Linked DNA regions of Gossypium raimondii: region 2 is linked to region 1. A link is a contact called in public Hi-C data. All regions are on one chromosome and are shown on one strand. The core of a region is the stretch at or near the end of the contact, and the rest is flanking DNA. Distances in the headings are between cores, read along the strand shown.

Region 1 (4,398 bases), core at 1,446-3,945:
AAATAAATATAATAAAGATTTTATTGTATTAAATATAAATTTTAAAATTTATATTTTGGATTGGGCTGTTGGTAAGTTTTTTTTTTAGGTTTGAGTAATGAGTTTAATTGTTATTGAGTTAGTGATTAAATATAAATATAAATATAAATATAAATATAAATATAAATATAAATATAAATATATATAATTATTTAACATATATAATTAATATAATATATTTTTATAACATAATATATTCGGGTTGGGCTAGACTCGAGGTAAAAGACTCGATCTATATTGAAAACGGGCCTTAAATTTTACCCAAGTCTATTTTTCGAGTCTAAATGGGTGACCTAAGCAAGTATAGTTTTAATTACTAAAACCAAACAAATAAGAAAGGTTACGGTTTAGTTGGGAAAAATGATCGGTTTTTTTTTGGGTAAAAATCTATTAATTATTGTAATAAATTTTATTAAAAATAATTTTTATTTTTTTCCCAATATTTTTTTTAAAAAATTTGATGTAAAATTTAAAAATACAATTGCATGGTGACATGGTAGCTTCTAATTGGCCAAACGACACTAAGGTTTGAGGTTAAATGAGTAACGACACAATAATTCGAGTACCGAAGTTGACCACAAAAAATTTAGATAACTACTTGAAAAAATAAAACCGAAATCAAAGCATTGATGGCATGGAGGACTAAATATTCAAATTGGGCTTTTTAAGTCAATCCAAAAAGGCGATTCTTTTCTTTTGCTTCCACGTGTAAATGTTAATTTTTTTTCCATCATAATTTAATGCACGCAAAAAAGAGATTCATAATTAAGACACCAATATTTTTTTGATAATTAGTTTAGATAACCAATTATAGATACGGCTACTTTATGTTATTACAATAGAACAAACCAACGAGGTTTACAAAGACAACGTGGAGGAAACATTATATCCCTTGGCTTTTATTTATTCTTTTACCAGTCTCCTGACCGTCGTAGAATACTGTTTCTTGGAATAGCCATGGCGCGCAGAGGATTCTTCATCTCACAGGACAGCTTAAGCAGCTCGGTTAGCTCGACTGGGTTAGCCAGATCTTGAACCCATTTGAAGTGTTGAACCAACTTAGCCACCCAAAGGCCCACTGTGACCAGCCCCAAGTTCTTGCCAGGGCAGACCCTTCGTCCTGCCCCAAACGGTGCAAGCCTAAGATCACCACCCCTCACATCCACCTCAGCTCCACCTAGACACTTAACAAACCTCTCTGGCCTGAAAACAAGTGGATCCTCCCACACATTTGGGTCATGGGTTATGGCCCACATGTTGACCATGGCTGTAGTGTCTGATGGGACCACCATGCCATTACTGAGTTGGACATCTGACGTGGATATCCTTGCCCATGAAAGGAGCGGCCCAGGTGGATGCAACCTGAGGGTTTCTTTGACTACTGCTTGAAGGTAGGGTAAGTTAGCCACATCAGCATCTGTCACGCTCTTGTCTCCCACTGCAACAACAAGCTCCTGGTGAAGCTTGGATTGAATCTCAGGGTTCAATACCAACTCGGCCATGATCCACTCAGTTAAAAGCGCAGTTGTATCCGTTCCCCGAAAGATCATTTCCTGCCAACACAAGCGATCGAACTCGTTAATTGAACTTCAAAATATATAATAATTAAAGAAATTATAAATTAATACCCACCCACAAGACTGCTTCCATGTCTTCCTCATTGAGTTTATCGTCGCCATCTAAAGATAACAACACAGAAACGAAATCTGAACTATCAGCAACCTTTGATGATTGATTCAAACGATGTTGTTCGATGATTTGGTTCACTAGTTTTTTCACTCGGGGGACAAGAACTGAACAGCGTTCATTGATTCGAAAAGGGTCATAAAAGTAGCTCAGCCAAGGTAGATAATCCGACCAGTTAAAAGCTCCCAATATCTCAAACCCTTCTCTTACAATCTCTTGCAACTCTTTAGCTTCGTCGTCATCACCTTGGCAGAGGTCATATCTTTTACCGAATACTGTTACCATTATATTGTTAAGAGCTGCTGCTTGAAGGTGTTTGCGTAAAACAACAATTCCATTGGAGGACTGTTCTTTAGCAATGGCACATAACAGGGAGCCACAGTCTAGTTGGCGACTCTTTTCATGGGCTGCAATGCGCTTTGGAGCAAAGAGGTGAGTGGATGAAATCCTCCTTAGAAGCCGCCAGTAAGTACCATCGGGAGCAAAGCCAATGGCCCGGCTAAACATTAGCTTCTTAGCTGTTGCTTTGATCGGACGGTTAGCAAAATGAGGAGAGGTCAAGATTTCACGAGCAATTTGGGGATCGGATGTTATAACAGCAGGAGTTGATCCAAGGCTAAAAGCCATGAGATTGGTAGCGGCTTGTTTTGAAGCCATGCAAGCAAGGGTTCGATGAGCCAAACCGTGGGTTAGGCTGAATAAACTGCCAAAGAAAGGGAACCCTCTGGGACCAGGGACTGGGACCCCACCTAATCGGTTTCTGCCATTTTTCCAGGCTAAACCCCCAGGGGATAAAGCCCAAGTTAAAAACCCACCCAATAAAACTGCCATGAAAATGCTAAACAAAAGGAAACCATCTACTAAGTTATTTGCTTTTACAATAGCTGGGAACGTTGAGACCCACCAGGTTTTGTCGATACAAATAGGAGCCAAACCCATACTTATGAAACAAATGAAAAATGCTAGCAGAGTTGGGAGATCACCGAGGAAGGCACTTGGGGCTTGGCTGGTGACACACACCAGCGGCTTAAATAGGCATTACTGTATAGAGCTCTATTTATTTATTTATTTCGAATCTTTGTTTGTTTGGTAAGCTATCCTACAATAATTATTGCTTAAAAAAAGTATTAATCAAAATTATGCATGCGTTCTATATGGGGATGGATAATCTTACATCTTCCATTAGTTCACACAGGGTCAAATCTGGTCAGCCCTAACTAAATTCTTGGCTGTGAGAATTCTATTTAAGATTTGTTTTGAACAAAGAAAAAACCTAATCATTTAGTTTATACGCCAATAATGAATTAAGTAATGCCATGTGTTAAAATTATACTTATTTTTAAGCAAGTGTCATCATATAATTTAATATCAACATATAAATTTATACATTTCATAATTAACAAAATGAGTTATTATTAATGAGGTCCGTTGTTGGCAATGATATTGATAGAATCACCTTAACAATCAACATAATTAATTGTTAATTAAACTATTTAGACCATAAAAAAATGTAGCACTTAATATATTCGGATTGTTACTGTTTAATGACATTATTATTAATTTCTGTTGCTCAACATTAATTACATAATAAAATCTGTTATTCTCTAGTGTTCCAAAGTTCATTTTATCTACATCTATAAGCAAATTCCATTAGTTGAGAATCTAGATACATATCTCTATCTTTTTTTCTTTTTTCTTTTTTAAGATCTTATTCTTAATCAACCAACATATTATGGTTTGACTTCATGATTTTGTTAGATATAATTAAAATTTCCCAAGAGCTGGGTTGAGGTGTTCAAATCCAGACACCAAAAAGAAAAACTTCTAATTTAGGCAGTTGTTTATTATATTTGTTAAACATAATGACCTTCGTCCTTGCAAAAAAAAAGAAAAAAGAAAAAAGAAAAATAATGACCTTCCTCATCATTCGTCTACCTTCACTGATGTTCATATCGCTGACTATGTTAGTTTATCTTCGTCAAGGGTACTATTGATTTAGAAAGTGAGAAACACGCAAATCAACCAGACCACTCCAATAGAACAACCATCACTTAACACCTATATACTCTACAATTTAAGCAACATCATGTCATCCACTAGATCTACCTATATAAACAGTCTTCAACCCAAAAAGAGCCATGTTCCCTTACTCTCTCACCTTGTTGACTCAACTTTCTTCCTTCTCTCTTGATCATCTTTTTCCTTTGCTTAACCAAATCATAACCTCTCTAACAAGACTATATGGCTCTTTTCCGAGTAGGGTGAATGATCACCTATAAACTTGTTATCATTTATAGAATAAATATCACACTAAAAATATATTAAATTAAATCGACAGTGTCAGCAAGTGTATGAGACAAATTGTAATATAGTTTAGTACAACGAAATATTGGTAAGTATTCCGAGGATCATACCTAAGAGATTGCAGATTAGAGAGATTAATATTAAATTAATTACAGAAAATAATTACTAATCTAATCGAGTCACGAATTAGTAGTGTTAATCCAAATAAAATTATTTCAATTAAACTAATTAAATTAACTAACCTAAAATTAACCTAATGGACTTTCCTATTCTTAGTGTCGACAATGTGAGCATCTAGCCTATGATTGATTAAATCCCTAATTATCTAATTAAATAATTACTTATCCTCGATTAGCTATTTATCATCTT
Region 2 (4,608 bases), core at 599-3,098, 170 kb after region 1:
ATTCTTCTCTTTTCAATTGACAATTCTTTTCTTATTTAATTGTTATTTTTATTTATTTGTTTTAACTATATCAATGTTCAACTACTTGTCTAATTTAATAAATGTAATTCATATGAGGTAGATATTTGAAAAAAATTAGATAACTATTTAATAATAAAATCACATTAGTTTGTTTAAATTTAATATATATTTATACTATTAATAAAATATCTTCTTGAGTTGGTGTTACGAGTCAACCGAGCATTAACTTGATTAAAAAATTACAAAATGACATTCCATATTTAAAGTAAGTTATATTATTCGAGTGCAGTTTAATCTTTTAATTTAAAAAATACATATAGTGGGATTTAAATCCATACCAATTACATTGAAAAACTTTAAATTCGCCACTCAAACAAATTGAGTCATCACTCGATTAGAGAAATTACAAAATACTCTTTCATAGTTAAAATAAGTTATATTATTCAAGTGTAATTTAGTCTTTTATTTTAAAAACCAATAAAAGTGTGAATATGATGAGATTTGAATTGAACCAATTGCATTAGTAAAATATTTAATTTACCACTTAGCTAAAACTTTATTTTGATATTTTAATTTTAATTTTTATCATGCACACTTTATTACGTATATCAATTGTGTATCTATGTTAATGTATTTCATTGAGTTGGTGTAACAAATTAACTCGACACTCAAGATTGATGACAACACCATAATGAACAATTTTAATCTAATTTATTTTCATTTTAACATCGCACATATTTATTATTAAGGGTAAACTACCAAAATAGTTACTTTTGTTTGCCTCATGTTACATTTTAGTTACTTTTGTTTGAAATGTTACGTTTTAGTCACTTACGTTATCACATTGTAACATTTTAGTCACTGAGCCGTTAACGGTGTAACAGTAAGCTAATGTGACACGTTAAATTATCATTTCAAATAAAAATTTTAGGTTAAATTCTACAATTGGTTCATATATATTTTTCATTTTGAGCAATTTAATTTTTTTCATGTTCTTTTAACTTTCCTTTTTTTTTCATTCTCTTCTACTTCTCCCTCTGTTTTCCTCCCTTCCTCATTTCTTTTAACGTAGTTTTTCTATGTTTTTCATTTGTTAAAACTAGTCCACAATCTCACCTCACTCGAAAAAAATTAAATTGTTCAAAAAAAATAAAAGTATAGATTCTAGTTTTAATAAATGAAAAACATAGAAAAACTATGTTAAAAGAAATAGGTAATGAAGGGAAATAGAGGGAAAAGCAGAAGGGAATGGAAAAAAAAAGTTAAAAGAATATAATAAAAAAAATTACTCAAAACCAAAAAATATGGGACCGATTGTATAAATTAACCTAAAAATTTTGTTTGAACTGATGGTTTAACATGCCACGTCAGTTTATCGTTATACTATTAATTGGAATTAATAGTTCAGTGACTAAAATGTTATAATGCAATAACGTAAGTGACTAAAATATAATATTTTAAACATAAATAACTAAAATGTAACATAAAATAAACAAAAGTGGCTATTATAATAGTTTACCTTATTATTAATTAGTTTCAACTCGTATATTTTATTATTATATACTAATTTTAAATATTTATTTATATTCTAAATTTGTACTTTCTATATGTATATGGTGTGATTTAGGAATAAAGTACACTAATTAGATCCTACCCGATGTTAAGATATGGAAAAAATTAAATTTTTTATTTTCTGGCAGGAGGCAGGTACGCATCACTTGGAAATGGATAAAATATTAAAGGACCAAAAAAAAGGACGGTGCCTGTACGCTTGCTCCTCTTTCTTTTTTCACATAATTTTATAACTTCAGCATTTATTATTCTGTCACATTTTATTTTTCCTATTTTGTCCATCGCATACCATTTCTATTTCTCTAACTCTTTCATATTTTCATGAAAAAGAACCGAAAAAAAGTTTAAACAGAAACAGTTACACCGAAAAAGGAGTAAATGGTTCCACTACTTCTTCCTTCCTCTCCAATCCACTCCTTTCCCGCCACTCCAAAACTTAGCTTCCGTTCAAAACCACGCCCCATCATACGCGCCGCTGCGGGACTTGAAGTTGATTCTTTCACGAAGAAGTCAGGTTACCTTTTCCAGCTCAGTGCCTTTGAGGCTGAGTCCTTACTCGATTACAGCCCTTCACGAATCGCCGCTATTTATAGAAGAAAACCCCTGATTTTGTTGCGTCGGCTTATTCAAGTCGGTACTACTTTTGGAAAATGGTTCGGAGTTCGATATATTGATAATCTTATGGAACGATCCGATCAAATGTTCAAGGTTTAACTTTAATTACTCCTTACGTTTAAAGTAGACTCACTTTCTGAGAAAATTGATGCTGACGTCGAATTTATTTGACTCCGTTTTCTAAATTTTTACGCCATTAGAATTATGTGTTGTTACTCCCAAAAGTTAAAAATTCAATTTTTTATTATTCCAAAATTTTAATTTCAGCCGAAGGAAGCCTTACATATTTTGAAGTTTTCTTGAAATTTTGATTTTTCCTGTTGCTGATTTGCAGGTTAGAGCTGCCGAGCTTCGAAAAATTCTGGTGGAACTTGGGCCGGTATATTATTTCAGTATTGTGCATAAGATTCAGTTATAAAGCGTTTGTCTTGCATGTTAAGCTCGGGGAGATTTAAATTTCTGTTAGTTCATCTATTAACTGATTCCCTTTATAATCAAACCGACCATCATTTGGCTGATATCTTTACATTTTCACCTGTCCCCTATTTAAATTTTACTGTTAAGTTATGATTTTTTTCTACTGAACATTGCGCTTTTTTGTAGCTTTGTTTTTCTCAAAATTCCAGTTCATCGGTACTTAAAAAAGTTAAATGGTACAGAAAATTCAGTCAATGTTTAAAATATTTGTGGAAAATAGTGGAAAAAGGTTCACAATGTTTTAGAGAATGCAAAGTGCAGCTGAACAAATGATTCGATCATCATAGAGATAAAGGGAAAAAGGGGGCAGGGGCAGCAGGAAGTAAAAGCTTGTTCACTTTAAATGTCACCTGAAAATTCTAGAAAATCATGATATAGATATTAATGTGATGTTTACTTTATCATTCATGTTTTAGCCACTAGAGCGGTTTATGCTGTCATTTCATTTTTCTGCAGATCAGCTATACTTCCCATTTTTCCATTAAGATGCACTGTTACTCAAATTCAAATTCTTTCTGGGTCTGTCTTAAATGTATCTTTGAAAAGTTGTCTGAAAAAAATTGTTAAAGAGAATTTCTTCTATGGAGTTTTCTGCCATATAGACTTTTCTTTTGGCCAGAAGCTATACTGTCTCTTAATGTTTAGCCTCTTTTTACTAACACACAAACAATTATATACTATTGTGCTTGGATTTAGATTGCTAATAACTTGGAATCACCTTTGATTTGATTTCATTTTTAAAGAAATTTAGTTTTCTTTCTTTCTTCTTTGTAGGCATACATTAAAATTGCTCAAGCTGTTTCATCACGACCTGTAAGTTCTCGTAGCATCTAGGATAAGTTTCATGTGCTTCACAAATTTACGTGCTTTCTAATTTTCCTTTAAACTTGTGATGCATGTTGGGTCCTCTGTCTGCTTTGGTTTGTTAAACTTGGTTTTTGCAATGGGTCTTCTTGTTATATGCACTCAAATTATAGGAAAGGGCTTTTCTACTATAATGAAAAGCTGCATTTTTTTATTATTGATAAATTCATCCTTTTGGCTTTTGAAGTTCATATGAATATTACAGGAACTAATCTCTTGTACTGTCCGAGTTCTTTTTCCTTCCTTTTTTATGGGTTGGAGATACACTTTTTTTAAACAAAGTGGAGACAGAAAATGACAGCTGAAACTAGATTTTTATTTCTATTGAAACTACCTTGGTTAATGAAATTTCTACATTCCTGTTTGGTTCCTTTAGGGGCAAAGTTGCATGGTCTCAGAATTTAGGAACAGCTAATAGTTCTATTTGGTTAGTTCAGGATCCGCGTTTCGAAGGAATCTTCTGTGCACTATGTTAAAGGCTTAGTTTAATGTGCTAATATAGATTTCGAACAAGAAGTTTCCATGTAAGTATATATATATATATATGAAAGATAGTTGATTGGATCCTAACCACATATCATTGTTCTTGAAGATAGTCTCTGCAATCTTTCAAACTTGATTAAATTCATCCCAGAAGTTATTTGCTGAGAACAAGTCACTGGAAAGCAAATCACAAAAAGAAAATTTTGATGAATGGTTATTTGGAACTGTATTTTTCATCTCCTCAATCATTTTAAATATCACTTAGCATGATGATGGATATGTCATTAACTGCACCCTTGGTTCTTCAAATGTAGTTTTACCTATTAAGTTCACATTTACTTTCCTCGAACAGCAGTTTAGCTTTAAGTTTGGCCTCCTATAAAACAACTAGCAGTACATGTAATGTAAATTGATGGGTTGGTATTTTAACATGGAGGCTGATTTATTGACTTATTTTCTTGTTGCAATATGTTTTACTGCCTTTCTGTACTCTCTAACTCTGGTTTTCCTTGATCTTCTTTTTATTTGTGTCACTATCATTTTAGGTATGTCTAGGATAGGGTAATGGATAAGGCA

The links. A called contact is a pair of places that touch in the nucleus more often than the background predicts.
Region 2: a contact with region 1 is called in a Hi-C map of leaf, with 2.2 times the contacts expected there. The contact joins the promoter of LOC105772914 here to the promoter of LOC105772314 in region 1. A contact is called at or near these places in 2 of 2 Hi-C or Micro-C datasets (both in leaf).

The regions. Positions count from the first base shown.
Region 1 is chr6:28,367,515-28,371,912 of ASM2569854v1, forward strand. LOC105772314 (cytochrome P450 78A7) reads right to left here and starts at 2,696. Exons shown (of 2, transcript XM_012593610.2): 1 at 1,672-2,696; 2 at 922-1,592. The coding sequence starts at 2,664. The coding sequence ends at 951.
Region 2 is chr6:28,536,175-28,540,782 of ASM2569854v1, forward strand. LOC105772914 reads left to right here and starts at 1,849. Exons shown (of 20, transcript XM_012594410.2): 1 at 1,849-2,301; 2 at 2,543-2,587; 3 at 3,460-3,498. The coding sequence starts at 1,972.